Regions from separate parts of the Sus scrofa genome. Here region 2 is linked to region 1. A link is a contact called in public promoter capture Hi-C data. All regions are on one chromosome and are shown on one strand. Each heading gives the region's core, a stretch centred on a gene start, on an enhancer-like site or on the middle of the called end of the contact. The rest is flanking DNA. Distances are from core to core; before and after follow the strand shown.

The links. Promoter capture Hi-C pulls out the DNA fragments that hold promoters and counts their contacts.
Region 2: a promoter capture Hi-C map of liver shows a contact between it and region 1, with 6 times the contacts expected there. The contact joins the promoter of CCDC146 here to the promoter of PTPN12 in region 1. A contact is called at or near these places in 1 of 5 promoter capture datasets (liver), 2 of 47 Hi-C or Micro-C datasets (heart right ventricle and skeletal muscle) and 2 of 2 datasets of contacts at active chromatin or transcription factors (alveolar macrophages and skeletal muscle).

Annotation. Positions count from the first base shown.
Region 1 is chr9:102,562,652-102,566,590 of Sscrofa11.1, forward strand. PTPN12 (tyrosine-protein phosphatase non-receptor type 12) reads right to left here and starts at 1,318. Exons shown (of 16, transcript XM_021102557.1): 1 at 889-1,318. The coding sequence starts at 987. LOC102167907 (a long non-coding RNA gene) reads left to right here and starts at 1,525. Exons shown (of 3, transcript XR_001299008.2): 1 at 1,525-1,887; 2 at 2,609-2,664.
Region 2 is chr9:102,917,912-102,921,367 of Sscrofa11.1, forward strand. CCDC146 (coiled-coil domain-containing protein 146) reads right to left here and starts at 1,847. Exons shown (of 20, transcript XM_021102558.1): 1 at 1,642-1,847. FAM185A (protein FAM185A) reads left to right here and starts at 2,035. Exons shown (of 10, transcript XR_002347078.1): 1 at 2,035-2,733.

The sequences.
Region 1 (3,939 bases), core at 68-2,567:
AAGGGGGGTTAGGATGGGGGTAGGCCTCGGAGGTTATCTCCCAGTTCAGGGCTTCGGCCCTTACCGTCGCCTCCGCCCCACCAGGACTATTGTTCCCAAGTTCCCCACCCCCACCCCGGATAGGAAGTGATAGTCACATCCCCTCCGCCTTCAGCAATATCCCCTAGGGAGTCTGAAGTAGGCTTCAGGATAACCACCCCCGCCTCTACACATACACTTTACCCCCTCGACCTCAAGTCACGCTGACCCCAACACCATCTCAAACCAGGGTCTCAAGCGACGAGACGGGTAAAAAGAAATTGAGTAAACCAAGAGATTTCTTTCGAGCAATCCTTTCCCATGCGTTGGAGATAATAATTGCCAGTCCAGAAACGGCAAAAGTCCTACCTTGCCCACTTCTGAGCCCAGCTTGAGCAAAGGGACCCCGTGAGTTAATTGCAATCTTAATAGCCACGTTCTGCCGTCAGCCAAGATCGCTCTCCTCCCTGCCTCGACCCTCCCAGCAGGGGCGGTCTGGACGGGGAGGTGAGGAAAGACTAGCCCCCCGGCCTGCACCTCATTCGCCTCGGGCTCCCGGCCCGAGAAACAATAGGTGGTCGCGGGCGGCGGTGCTGAGTGCGGGCTCGGCCGGCCGCCTCTCCCTTCGCGTCCCAGACGCCGGCGGAAAGGGACGCGATCGCGGGAAGAGAGGAAAGGAGGCCGAGGGGCGGAGGCGACCTCACCTCCCGCTGGCCTCCGAGACCACCCGGCCTTTGGAGCTGGTGCGCGCCGCCTCCGCCCCTCTCCTTACAGCCGCACACAAAGCACTGGCGGCCCGGGCCGGCTGGGCAAGGCGGCAGTGGGCTCCGGTGCCGGCGAAAGGAGGCGACAGCGAGGGGAGGGACTCACCATGAAGTCCCGGGCGAAGTTGTCCTCCCCATTGTGATCCGGACTCTTCATGGCCTGGACCCTCTGGATGAATTTCCTCAGGATCTCCACTTGCTCCATCCTCCCGCGTCCCCCCGGCTGCGGTCGCCGGCCCCCCCGCCGCCCGCCCGCCCGGCGCAGAGCCCGCTCAGTCTTCCCCAGCTCGCTCCCCCAGCCCGTCCCCTCCCTCCCGACCCCCGCCGCTCCCTACTCCTCCTCTTTGCCCGAGGCAGCGGCAGCGGCAGCGGCAGCGGCGGCCGGCTCCTGATCCTACAACTTGCAGGAGCAGCCGCCGCTCTCCCACAGTACGAGGCGAGCCGCTGCGGCTAGCGCCAACCCCAACCCCCTGCGTGCCCCATCCTCCTTCCCCGCCCTCCTCCAGCTCCGTCGGAGACGCCGCCACCGCCTTAGGAACACGGCTCTCCGATCGCCCTGCCCCCCCCACCCCTTCCCGGTTCCTCCTTCCCTCCCTCCCCACAAGCAGCAGCAGCCGCAGCCGCCTCTCCCCACGGGCGCGCCCCCGCCGCCACCCAGACGCGCGGCCCCGTGCCGCGGCTCCGCCCCTGGCGCGACGCCGCGCCTAGCCGCCCCCGCAGTCCACGCCCCGGAGCCCGCCCCGCGGGCTCTGGCCGGGCTAGGAGTGGCTGGAAGAAGCTTCGGCAGTCGGCTGGGAGACTTGACTCCACTTCCGGGGCGTGGTCCCACCCCGGCAGCTAGTAGGTCTGAGGAGCGCTAGAATGAGGGTGTTAGGCTAAATGGCAAGCCCTAGTCAGTTGGAGTAGGACTTGAGTTGGAAATTACGGTCTCACTGCTTACTAGTGCGAAAAGCACATTTCTAGAGTGCTTCGCCGTCGCCGCCAGCCTTGAGTTGGGACTACAAGTCCGGGTTCTCAGGAGTCCAGGAATGGGGGCGGGAGAGGGCGTTGTGGGAAGAGTGGCATGCTGGGAACTGTAGTAGCGTTGACTCCACGTTCGCTGCAGGTACGTCTTCATCTTAAGGTTGACTGCAGTTAGACGTTGGCACTTTGGGTAATGACCAAGGCCAAGAGAAGCGAAATGCTTCTTCAGTGACAGGACTTAACCCTTTTGCAGTTGTGTTTAAACCCTGCCGAGTGAGCGCCTGAAGTGCGGGGTGCGTCCTAATACATACCACGCATGTGATAGGCACTCAGTGTTTGCTGAATTGAAAGGATTTTTTCTTGCCTTTATATTCGCAGCACCTCGGAACTGAATAATAGGCTTTTCTTCGTAGAATGCATCGTCGTGAATTTTCTAGTAATCCGAGATTATCCACCCTAAAGAAAGTGAATTTCCCAAGGTCTGCCCGCATACTCTTAGCAGAGCCCAAACTAGAACTCAAATCCTTTTTCCTTCCCTACAACACCATATTGCCTCTGACTCTAAGGAGCATTAAGCTTGTGATAATGTGACAGAAGTGAAGTATTTGATTCATGGACTTCCTTTGGTCACTTAGGCCCACAAACAATGTTTTTTACAGGTCGATTGGTCAGGCAATCTGGATAAAAATAGAACATATCAGTGGTAGGTCCCTTTTTCCAGATGAATGTTTAGAAGCATCGTGGAATTTAATGATACTCCTTGACGAAAACAAGTATGAGTAACAAGATCCAACTTCTTATTTGTTTTAAAGAAGAATATTTCTCTCTGAAAGAATACAACTGATATCCACTTTTCTTCTTAGAAATAACCACTTCCAGATGTGTCCTTCCAAATGTCTTCCTATGCATTTATATACAGGTATGTGCATATAAAACGATACAGTTTTGTCCTGTATTATAAAAATTAACTTAGAGAAATAGTTTGATTTCTAAGGCAAGCTTTATTTGAAACTAGGGGCCTGGAATATTTTACTTTGTTCAGATTACTGAGACTGGATTTGAGATAAGTTTCACTGGATATGAGATAAGATCAAGAGCTGGGTTTGATCTGCTACCAATATAGCACACCATAGGGTACCCTATTCCTCCAGAACTAGGAGAGAAATTAGCCTCTAGGCAAAGAATTGGGCAGATGATCAAGATTACCTCTACTTTGATTTGTCAAAAAGAATGCACCAATTAGGTGATGATTGTTAAAGGCTAAATGCTGGACAAGCTATAAAACAGCCTAGTGACAGTCAGGTGGGAAGTGTTATTTGTTGGAATTATTGAGTCCTATTTTGGCTAGTGTTTTTGAGTCTTTTTTTTTTTTTTTTTTTTTTTTTTGTCTTTTTGCTAATTTCTTTGGGCCGCTCCCGCGGCATATGGAGGTTCCCAGGCTAGGGGTTGAATCGGAGCTGTAGCCACTGGCCTACGCCAGAGCCACAGCAACGTGGGATCCGAGCCGAGTCTGCAACCTACACCACAGCTCACGGCAACGCCAGATCGTTAACCCACTGAGCAAGGGCAGGGACCGAACCCGCAACCTCATGGTTCCTAGTCGGATTCGTTAACCACTGCGCCACGACGGGAACTCCGAGTCTTTTTTTTTTTTTTTTTTTTTTTAACTTTCACTGTGAGCTTCTCTCTCACAACACGACTGTTTTTTTGAGTTATCAGCAGATACCTTTGGCATCTCATGTAGGTTAGGGAAAACAAAAGTAAAGTGCCTTTATGGATTTAGGTTCTTTTGGAAAAACTTTTCTATTTTTAGTGTATTTAGGTCTTGTTTCAATCTACACATATTTTTTGAGCACCTCAAAACATGAGGGGTTTGTGCTGTGTGGGGGCAGGGCAAGATACCAAAAATGTCTCAGAGATGGCTTCTTCTAGAGCTTATAGCTTAGTTCAGGAGACAGGGAAATACACTAAAATCTTAATTCCAATGATTTAATAAATGCCGAATGAGTGATACAGACAATGCGTGTTTTAACAATTCTAAGAAGAGAGAATAATGAACTGGGTTGTCAATACATAGTGATCACAGAGGACCTTAGAAGGATAAGTGAAATTAGGTTTGAATGGAAAGAAGAATTCCCAAGGAAGAGAAGTGATGAAACAATAAGCATGATGATAGCCAAGCAGAAGTTCGGAG
Region 2 (3,456 bases), core at 597-3,096, 360 kb after region 1:
TTTTATGCTTATGTTAAATTCTAAAAAGGACAATTTCCAGGTCATTGATACACATTTATTTAAGGTGCTTTATGCATATTGCTAAACTGAACTCTTTTAATAACTTACACCCTTATCATGTGTATATGTTATGACCACAGGAATGGCTATTTAAAAGCTGAAGGTATAAAAATATCTTACAAGTAAATTCTCTGCATTTTAAACCCAGATGGTCTGAAAAGTAATTTTTCAGTGATTTTCTCTCATGTTATTTTGTATATTTGAAAATAGTAGAGCAATGATTTTGCCACATAAACAGTTATTGTTCAGTTGCCAATTCCACTAACTTGGTTTGTATAAGAAAAGGAAAAATTATCATGGAAACAAAATTATCTATTGGAGTTCCTATTTAATGTAAAAATATTTGGCATGTGTACAACAAATTTGAGTGTATTCTCAACTTTCTTAAACCAATGCCTTTTTCAAAAGTTAGTTCCATGTGTTTTCATTAAAAAGACAGTTTGAAGAGTAGTTTGAATAATGATGACCAAATAAAACACAAAGCTAAGAACTAGTAGTATTCAGTGGGAACTTAATACTAAATAAAGCTAAAAGCTTGCACCTATCGTGAGCCTTCACAAGGTGAAAGGAAGGACTGGGGCAAAAAGGAAAAAGGATAGGATAACTTAAGAAAAACAGTGAATTTTTAAAAAGGTAATGGCTAGCAAAGAACCCTGTGACTTGAGCCCATGAGGACGTTAGCCCATCTCTCTATCACTATAACTCCCAGTAATTCTGGTCATTGCACTTGACCAAGGACTTCAATTTTTAAGGCATTCAGTTTCAGCTGTTGCATTTTACTGAATGTCGCTGTTTGCAGTGTATCTTTGCTGAATAATTTAGGGAATAATTTGTAGGAGGAGGAAGGGGCACAGAGAGAGAGCGATAGATAGAAAGGAGGAAATATATCTTTCCTCATTTTTAAAATTGCCCACCGAATAATAAATGGTAAAGCAGACCTCACAGAGTCATTTAGCACAATCCTTCTTCACCTAAAGCTAAAGAAATAGAGGTAGGTAACAGACAGACAACGGCAGAGCCAGGAAAATAACGAGTTTCGTACTCTTCCCATTGCACTGTGTTGACTCACTCCGTGTCTCTCTCTCTCTCACTCTCGTATATTTTTAGTCCTAAAACTGAGGATCTTTTGTAGTCAAAGAGAACAATGCTGCTGTCAACACCAGTCCTGATCTCTCAGATTTTTCTTGGTAACTTAGCGTATATGCTATAAAATAAAAATACTGTAATTTAGACAACAGTTTGGTAGCCAATGCATCGTGTTCACACCCATTATCTCATTTGATCCCTGCAAAAACCCTTTGAGGCAAGGCAAGGGAGGTATTATTGGCCTCATTTTAAGAACCAGCATTAAAACCCATAGACATTCAATGACTGGCCTAAAATCACTTAGAGTCAGGAAGGGGAAGGAATTCTAATGCTATCCCTACATTTGCTGTAAAATATGGAGTTTCCTCAATAAACACTAATCTGGTCTTTACCCTCTTGCGGAGAGATTCTTCGTACAGGGTACCGCGCACGAGTTCAGTGAGGTCTAGATCTAACCACTCACTGAGGATAATGCTATTTTGATCTTGTTCTCACCTTTAAAAGCGCAGTTTCTTATCACTTCCCTTGGTTTTGATCCTTATTTAAATTCCTATTTTTTTCTGTGGATATGGCCTCCTGGGTCTCACTCCAAAACTCCACCCTCTCCAAAGAAATCGCGTCCTCGGTATCCAAGGAAACCATACAGACTTGCCCATCTTGCGCCTTCTACGCTTTCCATTGGCCAGTTGGATTCTTATGTGGATTTCCCCTCCCCCCCGCCCCCAGTCCCTCCAATGGCTAATGGGCTTGATAGAAAGGGCGCATGCCTTCCCAGTCCTATCTAACACCAGCTCTTACTACGCGCACAGCTCTGCGCATTGCCTCCTGGGACATGTAGTTTATAAGTTGCAGGAGCCCTCCGACGGCTGTCCTCCATTAGAACTACCTATCCCATTGGCCTTTGCGAAAGGGGAGGAGTAGGCGAGGAGTCCCTGGTCACTGTGATACTTAGAACTTTCAAATTACAATTTGCCGCCAAGGCGTGTGCAGCTGAGGTTTAAGTTGCTGAGGGAAGTGGGCGGCCTTGCCCTTGCGTCAGCAGACCCTCTCTAAAGTCTACTTTCTGACTTGAGCAGGCACAGTGGCCGGGTCCACTGGCTACGGAGAGACTGGCCTGTGACAGGTGATCCTAGGGAGCGTGAGTGGGGCGCGCCATGTTCACCCTCCGCTGGGGATGGGGGCTGGGCTGCCTCCGGCTCTGTCAGCTGCGAGCATGGGCCCCCGAGGCCTCAGTGCCCTGGGCATGTGGGGCTTGTCAAGCCCGGATGTACGGCTCAGGTGGGTCCAAGCCCGAGGTCTCTCCGTCTGGCCCCGCGCGCCCGAGTCTGAAAGAGTGGGCGCTGATGGTGAGCCCTTTCGGTCGGCTGCGGGCACGGCTTCCATGCCACCTGGCCGTGAAGCCCCTGGACCCCATCTCCCACCCGGACAACAACCACGTGCTGGTGGCGGTGAGTGGAGTGGAGGGCGCGGCGCAGGCCGTGGCCGGCCTGCAGGTGACATACGACGAGGCGCAGAAGGAGGTGATCATCGTGTCCGACGTCATCGATCCCCAGGCGTCTGTGGAAGTGAGCGCGCCCCTGATGTTTGGCAAGTGAAGTTAAAACCGGTTTGGGTCCCAGGGCACACGTAGCGCTATCTTGAATTAGGCCGACGTGCAGTTTTAATTGGTTTTTTGGATATGACTTTCCAACGTAATTTACAATTTTCCCCTTCGGAAGGGAAGATGCCCTTTTTTTTTTTTTTTCTATTTTGGGAATTAGGTACTCAATTACAGCAATTTTATAAATTGAATGGAAAGATGAATATATAAGTAACATTTGTGGAAGCCCTTATATTCTCCTTTGGCACTTTGTATCTATTTCTGTCACTGCACTTTGTCAATAATGAAGTTTTTTTTCAGGGTTAGATTATCTTGATAATCTATTCTCTGGCAAGCAGTCCACCTGCATTTCCCCTTGCTCACCGTCTGGGGTCTCTGTCTCAGAACAGCCTTGTCTGTATGTTCCATTTAACCCAGACCGAGTGTTTGGTTTCTAACAGGCACTCAGCTTCTTATTGAAAACGTCACCGTTCACTTTGGCCTAAATAAATTTTCTGTTAGTAACAGGCTTTGAAGAAAGAACACATAGTAAGACTGCCTGGGAAACTTGTGTATAGTATGCAGCACTTTTCTAGGAAAATATTCCCAGGCTTACTGCCTTCCTGGAACTGAAGGAAGATTTTGACCATGATCATAATAGCAGCTAACACTTAAGAGAATCTCTTTTAATCCTTACAGTTGCACTATATTTTAGCTGCTGTTATTGTCAC